2 separate regions of the Mus musculus genome follow, and region 1 is linked to region 2. A link is a contact called in public HiChIP or PLAC-seq data. All regions are on one chromosome and are shown on one strand. Each heading gives the region's core, a stretch centred on a gene start, on an enhancer-like site or on the middle of the called end of the contact. The rest is flanking DNA. Distances are from core to core; before and after follow the strand shown. Region 1 overlaps Meis2 (Meis homeobox 2). Region 2 holds the start of 3110099E03Rik (RIKEN cDNA 3110099E03 gene).

What was found. HiChIP or PLAC-seq counts read pairs in DNA pulled down with a chosen protein or histone mark.
Region 1: a contact with region 2 is called in an H3K4me3 HiChIP or PLAC-seq map of forebrain, with 4 times the contacts expected there. The contact joins the enhancer-like site here to the promoter of 3110099E03Rik in region 2. A contact is called at or near these places in 7 of 39 promoter capture datasets (the 3T3-L1 cell line, the HPC-7 cell line, frontonasal cranial neural crest and 4 more), 6 of 484 Hi-C or Micro-C datasets (cerebral cortex, cortical neurons, embryonic fibroblasts and 2 more), 8 of 115 datasets of contacts at active chromatin or transcription factors (astrocytes, craniofacial prominence, embryonic basal ganglia and 5 more) and 1 of 9 other capture datasets (liver).

What each region holds. Positions count from the first base shown.
Region 1 is chr2:116,043,974-116,047,231 of GRCm38.p6, reverse strand. All of the region lies in intron 7 of Meis2 (Meis homeobox 2), which reads left to right. Among named protein-coding and RNA genes, the nearest start is that of Meis2, 19 kb to the left of the region's middle. Within about 2 kb of position 1,456, at least 20 of the 459 cell types and tissues checked have an H3K27ac peak or open chromatin away from gene starts, as enhancers often do. A contact at or near this core is called in astrocytes, cerebral cortex, forebrain and 1 more, where this site is marked.
Region 2 is chr2:115,510,660-115,514,187 of GRCm38.p6, reverse strand. It overlaps 3110099E03Rik (RIKEN cDNA 3110099E03 gene), which reads left to right and starts at 1,987. Exons shown (of 3, transcript NR_030712.1): 1 at 1,987-2,049.

The sequences.
Region 1 (3,258 bases), core at 207-2,706, 530 kb before region 2:
CTCCATGCTGTGGGTAGCTGCACCCACTTATCCCTTGCTGAAGGATTTGATCCCCCAAGCTTTTTGTTCCTTTAATCATATCTCTGTGGGATTAAAGAATGGACACGGTGGTTTATGTGTGTGAAGACTGGGAAGTCTGTCTCTCCAACAGCCTCCTCAACTGTGTTAAAGTTTGAGAGAAAGCGCGGAAAAGTTATCGCTTTGATAAGATGGCGAAAGTTGGTGCAAGGAGAATTTTTCTATCTGACTCACTGGGTCAGTAGTTAAAATGCATGTATGAGGGTGTTGTGTTGTGTTGTGTTGTTTTTGACAGTAGACCCTAAAATTTAGAAGCCCGACTTACTTACTTATGTTTTGCTCCTATAATCTTTTAAACATGTTAAAGTTACTTTTATACTTTGTTCCACCAAAATGCTCAGAGTAGCTTTCAGTGGGGAAAGATTAATTATCTGCTTCGGGGCAAAGTCAACAGAGATATTGACTGAAATCACATATGCTTATCACAGGTTAGATCTTAGAGCTGATGTAGAATGGAAAACCTGGGAGGGAAATTTATGTTCTTCATATTAAATATATCATAATGTTTCGTTGAAACCTAAGTTTGCAGTGCACAGGAGACTTTAGTTACTTCTTCAGAATTTATTAGCACAACAGGCATATGGAAAACTGTAAAATGATTCCATTTCAAAACAAATTATGATAAACAGAAGAAATAGGGATGAATTGTACTAAATACAATGTTTTCATACACATTTTAAATTAAACTTTAATAGCCATATGCTATAAAACAATACATGCATTTATGTTGCTTTAAAATTTTTGTGAATATTTTTACAATGATGATTCTCACAAATCTTTACTTTGGAACCTAAAAACATCTCGTTTTATGACCTGATACTGAAAGAGCTCCAGTTACATGGGTGAAAGGTCACCTTTTCTCTTAGGAGTTTGTATGATAAACTGAATGGAGAAAAGAAAGCACAATTCTTTAATATTGTAAAAAAAAAAAAAAAAGATGAACTTGGAGAAATGTAGAGTCTGGCTTTATCTTTCCAACCATACACCAGTCAACTGTATAAATCTGAGCCCAACTTTTCATTCACTAGGTTTTCTGTTTTCGAAAAGCAGCCAAAGGGAGGGCGTTTGTCTTGTTAGTCACATTCCATGGGGAAGGAAATCTGGTTTTTCAAGGATAGAATTAGGGTGCAGACTCAGAGCTTTGGGGCAGTCACTGCTCGTCTTTGTGCCTGACTTCCCGGCAGTAAAATGGGGCCTGATAATAAGGCTTGGGGTCCCTAGTTCTGTACCTGCTGTTGAGTCAAAAGATGCTTTGTGTTCCATTGTGTACTTGCCAGAGTGAAGGCTAAGAAGCAGCTTCCTTGCTCCTGGAGCACTCTGAGAGCCTCAGATAAAAGGCACAGGATATGTACAAAGTATTATTATTATTGATGGGTTTGTGTAACTCCCATTAACGCTGATGGGAGCTACACATGTGAATTGGCAAGAGAATAGGCCCCTCAGTGTTTAGAGCACATGAAATTTACATTTTTTCCAGTGCTGTAATTGAGATGTTGACAAATTGGAGAATATTGATGAGCCTTTGTTTTAAGTATTTCGTGCCAAGTTTGTTTTATTCTTTCTGGTTTGAACAATGGTCTGGGTTCAGCAGCAGTGAATAAAAAGGGTAGAGTAAAGATAACTTTGTATTTCAATATTTTGATGTGCCAATATGAAATAAATTGTCTTAGGCAAATGGAATATGCTGTTTTAATCATTAGCTATGCATGAAAGAAAAATTGATGTTGACATCTTTGCTGTAAAATCGTTGTAATGGGGCCTTCCTTACAATTCATTTTTGTAAAATTCATTTTGTACGTTTTGCAGCAATTGAACAATCCCTGCACTGTGAATAGGCAGGATTCCCAGAAATACCGAGACAGTTGGCCCAGTAACTGCTGAGCTCACAGTGCACATCACACACACGTTAACCATCCTGTTGCCAGACCCAGATTAACCCAAATACATGAACATGTTAGCATCTATATCTCTAATCACTCACGACCCAGGGCTGTATAAGCCAGCAGGGCTCCCCTCGACTCTGCCACCAGGCCCCTCCATTGATGTCACCATCTATCATCCAGGCAACGAGGCTAGAATCCCACAGCTAGATGTTTATTTAGTTATTATACAGTTATTTAGCAACCGTAGTGTTGAAATCTGCAAACGTCCCTTTAGTAATGAATGGAAGCCCTTATAGTTAAGCACATGTGTAAGATAGCATGACACTTTTGAGTTTATATTATATTGCAGCTATGAAATAATATTTTTGCTGCTTTAAATATTCCAGTTATATATTTAAAGGAAGAGGCAGGGAACCCACATACTGAGGGTCCTGAATATTCTCTGCTGGGATTTCTCATTCAGTCTAGGAAAACTCTGTCAATGGAATGTTTTCATAGTGGCGGCAATCTCTTTAAAATAACCCTAAATACAATATGACAGACACCATCTGGCATCATCTTTTGCTAGATGCTTTTAACTTTTATTTTTCCTAGAGTTGAGTTCACCCCAAACTGGTCACTAACTTATGATAAGTACACTAGCATCTCTCTTCCTTCTGATTGTTATCAACATTTTTTTCTCTTTAACTACAATTGATAGTTGAACATGGCCAGAGAAGAATCTGTTATATATAAAATATTCATATGACACTTCCTTTCCCCCCCCAATTAGATAAATATAAAAGCCACCTTTCAATCATTAGCAAACACTTAGGTTTGCTTTGTTGATATCTTAGGACATTTTAGGTAGTCGCCATCAGAAATAAAATTAACGTCTTCTAACAAATACTTGTAATGGTTGCCCATAAATGCAATGCTTAAAAGCTTTCTATAGTTGCTGTTAATTTTGACTAACTTCATTCTCATCTATATATATATATATAAACTTACCTGAAGAATCCAGAGTTAGGATTTCCAGATTTTTTTTTAACTTAGTCATGGAAAGGGATGTCTCCTGATGCCAGTTAGAGTTTAATTTAGAGTAGTAATTAAACTTGAATACTGCCTCATAAACAAAAGATAAACAATAAACCAGCCACGTTCCCTGCTGTTTCATAGCTTTCTTTCCCAGATGTTTTAGCCTGATAATTTTTACACAGTGAACTACCTAACATGGAGTTTTGTGGACAGAGGTCAAAATAAGTTTTCTCGTCCCTCCTTTTTCTCCGTTCTCTTCCTTTTTATCCAGTAATCTTTT
Region 2 (3,528 bases), core at 738-3,237:
TCACTTGACTAGTAACACTATTTTCTTTCTGAACTCAGGGGGAAGAGGGTTGGGAGCGGGGGAGGGGAGAAGAAGGCGCAAAGCCTAGGTCCTCCTATTTCTTGGTAATTCCAGTGTAGTCTGGCTGCGTGGCAGCGAAGGAGCTAAGCTGCAAGGCTCCCTTCAATGACATGAAGCTTGTTTCTTCAAAGAAAAGTTGATGCAGTTTTTAAGACTGCCTCTTTTCTGAAAGGTCAGATGGCTGCCCAGTTTAGTCATTTCGTGTGTTTATGCATGCCTCCGCTGGGATAAGGCATTACAAAACAAAGCCCCGGATTGCAATCAATCTTGGCCTAAGTGCAAAGTCACCCGACCAATCTCTGGAATCCTGTGCCTATCATGAGACAGGGGGAAGGAAGGGCTTGTGCCTCCTGCACTTCTTCTCAAGAGAAAAGACAAAACCCCTTCCTAAGCCTTTGTAGGGCTCCTGCTTCTCCTCTGCAGCCTGACCCATCTCTCAAATTCAAATTACAGGGTTTTCTAAAAATACATCCTTCATCAAACATCCTAATTTACAGTAGCTATTTTTCACAGAGAAATGCCTGATTTTTTGTTCATTTTTTCTTGTTATTGTTGTTGTTGTTGTCTAATTCAGATTGTAAATGTCCTAAAAATGTTCTCCTGGAGTTATTTTTAAAACCTCATGGTAAGTTAGGTGTAAATACTGTGACTATTACTGGGACCTTAGGAAGCAACATATTTTTGACTGATTCCTGGAGGTGAGAATGCCATTTGGAATTTTAATTAATTTAATTTCCATTTTAGATAAAATTACTCTGAGAAATCTTAATTCTAATGAATAAATGGATTTTATTTTTTCTTTTCTTTCTTTTTTTTTTTTCCATTGAAGATTCCATTAGAGTTAGGGAAAAAATAGAGGATAAAGTTTCCTTTAAAGAAAAATTAAGGCTACAGACAGCCTTAATAAACCTTCTGCAAAGTAATCGAGAATAGCCAGTGGTCTGTTCTCTGCAGAATTAGTTCTTCCAAAACAATACTAAAACTGAGCAGTCGTACTTTTTACAACTCTGGAGACTATCTAAACAAAATGAGCAGATTTATAGGGCTATTTTTAGTGCGCGTCACTGCATTACAGTTTACATTCGCTTTTGAACCTTATTTGACATCCCTAGTAGAAAAATACAGGCAGAACACTCATTAAGACCCTTCATAAAGACAGTCTCCACGGGGCCGTTACCCCCCAAAAAAACCAAAGTTGAGGTGTGTTTCAGAATGTTCTTTTGGACTCGAAAGTTTGTTTCCATTTGTCAAGAAAACTCTGAGCCCAATCGCAGATCCAGAGGGTCTGTTTATGACCGCCTCTCCTGCCCTACTCGTTGGTGGTATGTCCTAAAAACAGAAGTAAAATCACACTCTCACGGTTGGGAATTTTCAGAGAGCAACAGGTAAGTAGGCTATGTCTAAGTACCTATTGTTTTCCCACAAATTGTAAAGTCACTTCCAAGTATAAGTAACTTGCTGAAAAAGTGAAACATTGGGACTTTCTGCAAACCATTCTTGCATGGAAGGAAAAAAAAACATGGAAGAGCTTATGCAATGTTATGAAATATTTCACCACACAGATTTATGGAAAAGCTACAGTTGCATTTTAAAATATAGTCAGGAGAATTAAGTGCTTGCATTTTGGACACCAAGTTTCTTTAGCTTTTCCATCCAGAGAGAGAGGTGGGTGTCTATTTCCTTCATGGGCTGTCCTACCTTCACCGGAGGTTACAAATGAAGACTCCATCTCCTTTGTGTATTGTGGGAAAAAAAAATCAGCCAGAGGAAAATACCAGAAAGACAAGTTCAGATGCAGCTGTCATGTCTTTTCCTCCAATGGGAAGGGGACGCTTTCATAAGGTTAGACTGTCCGGGGAACTACATTGACATCCTGCTAAGTGTTACGTGTTTTTATATTAACTGTGCTCAGTAAGACTCTACAATAAGGAAATGCCTTAGCTGTAGACATCATTTATGGAACCGTATAAATAGAGCTCACATTCAAAGGTAAGAAAACAGACAGGATTTTACACCAACTACCCTCTGATAAGATTATGTTTTCAAAGCGAAAACCATGTCTACAGAATGTTGTGGTGTGGAAGTATCCGATTAAACTCTTAGGAAAACAGACTTTTCCACAAGCGGCCTCTTTATTTGCCACACCTCGGGGATCTGATTAAAAGTTAGTGTACTGCATTTAAACCTGAAAAGGGATTCGTGTAAAATTATGGCTTCACAGATTGCTCTTTGAGAACTGAAGATGAAACGAGAAAATGACATTTGGACTAAGAGCCATTGTAACTGCTGGAAAAATGTCAATGGAGGCATTTGGGGGAGGTTTCAGCTTGCTATAGAGGAATCAAATGACCTAAGAAAGTAGTTTTATAGCTGAATGAGTGTTTTTAACGAGTTAAACATGTTACTACGAGGACCTTAAAGCCACGCTGTAAACAATAGCTTTGATTAAAAGATTGTCAGGATTGTTTGTTTAAATTTTTTTTTTTTTTTGTATTTTAAGTTTTCAATCATACTATTTGGCTTTGCAGTATGAAGAAATGATATATTTCTACTGAATTTATCAATTACTAATTAATTTGGTGGTGAGTGCCTAATTTGAGGTTCTATTTAGCATAGGTCCAGGTTGAATTTCTTCTAACGTTTGGTTATCCTTGGCCTATTTAACATATGAATTAAACCCAAATATCTTTGAAAACTCAACCCATACCTTTTCCTTCCCAGATCATAAAAATAATTTATTGTCGTAATCTCAATTTATAGTTTAGTTAGGCAGAGTGAAAATACGACCTCTGAAGGAATCCCCCCCCCCTTAGCTCCAGTCTGCTTTACAGTGGGTTGTGTGTGTTGCTACAAGTTGCTGTAGCTAACACTTAATATGTTGATGTAAGAGAAATAAGCTGCTCTGCATTTAAAAATAATATTTAGATGAGCAAACATGCAAAATCCTCTGAAAATAGATGATTTTGCTCCTTGTAACTTTAACTGAAAAATATGAAAGAAAAAAAATGAGAGAAACCTAGCCATAAGGCCAATCTATTGCAAGCAGGGACAGATGAGAGATTTTTCAAAATTAAACTGCTAGGAAAAGCAGTTGTGAGGCAGTCTGTTTTCTTACTGGGGATGGGAGGAATCAAGGGTATTATAATTGAAAATGCATGCCTATAGCAACTAAAATGTTCTTTTAGGATATTCTTGTTTTGTTTCATAAATATATTTTGAAAAAAAATCAAAATGATTAACAACGTTTTTTTTTAATTTTGGTGATCTTTCCAGTTCTGGTGGATTTAGTTCAAATTTTAAAACATTGCTTTATGTGTTGTATATTTTTGCCCATAAAGCATTCTCCAAATGGTAGTTATTTATGTGAATAAAAGAACAAAGCATGGAAATATGGCTTTTCTTCCTACTCCATTATTGAAACGGAATATGATCATTAGCCAGGGCCGGGGTTTAGTCGCAACACTTTGA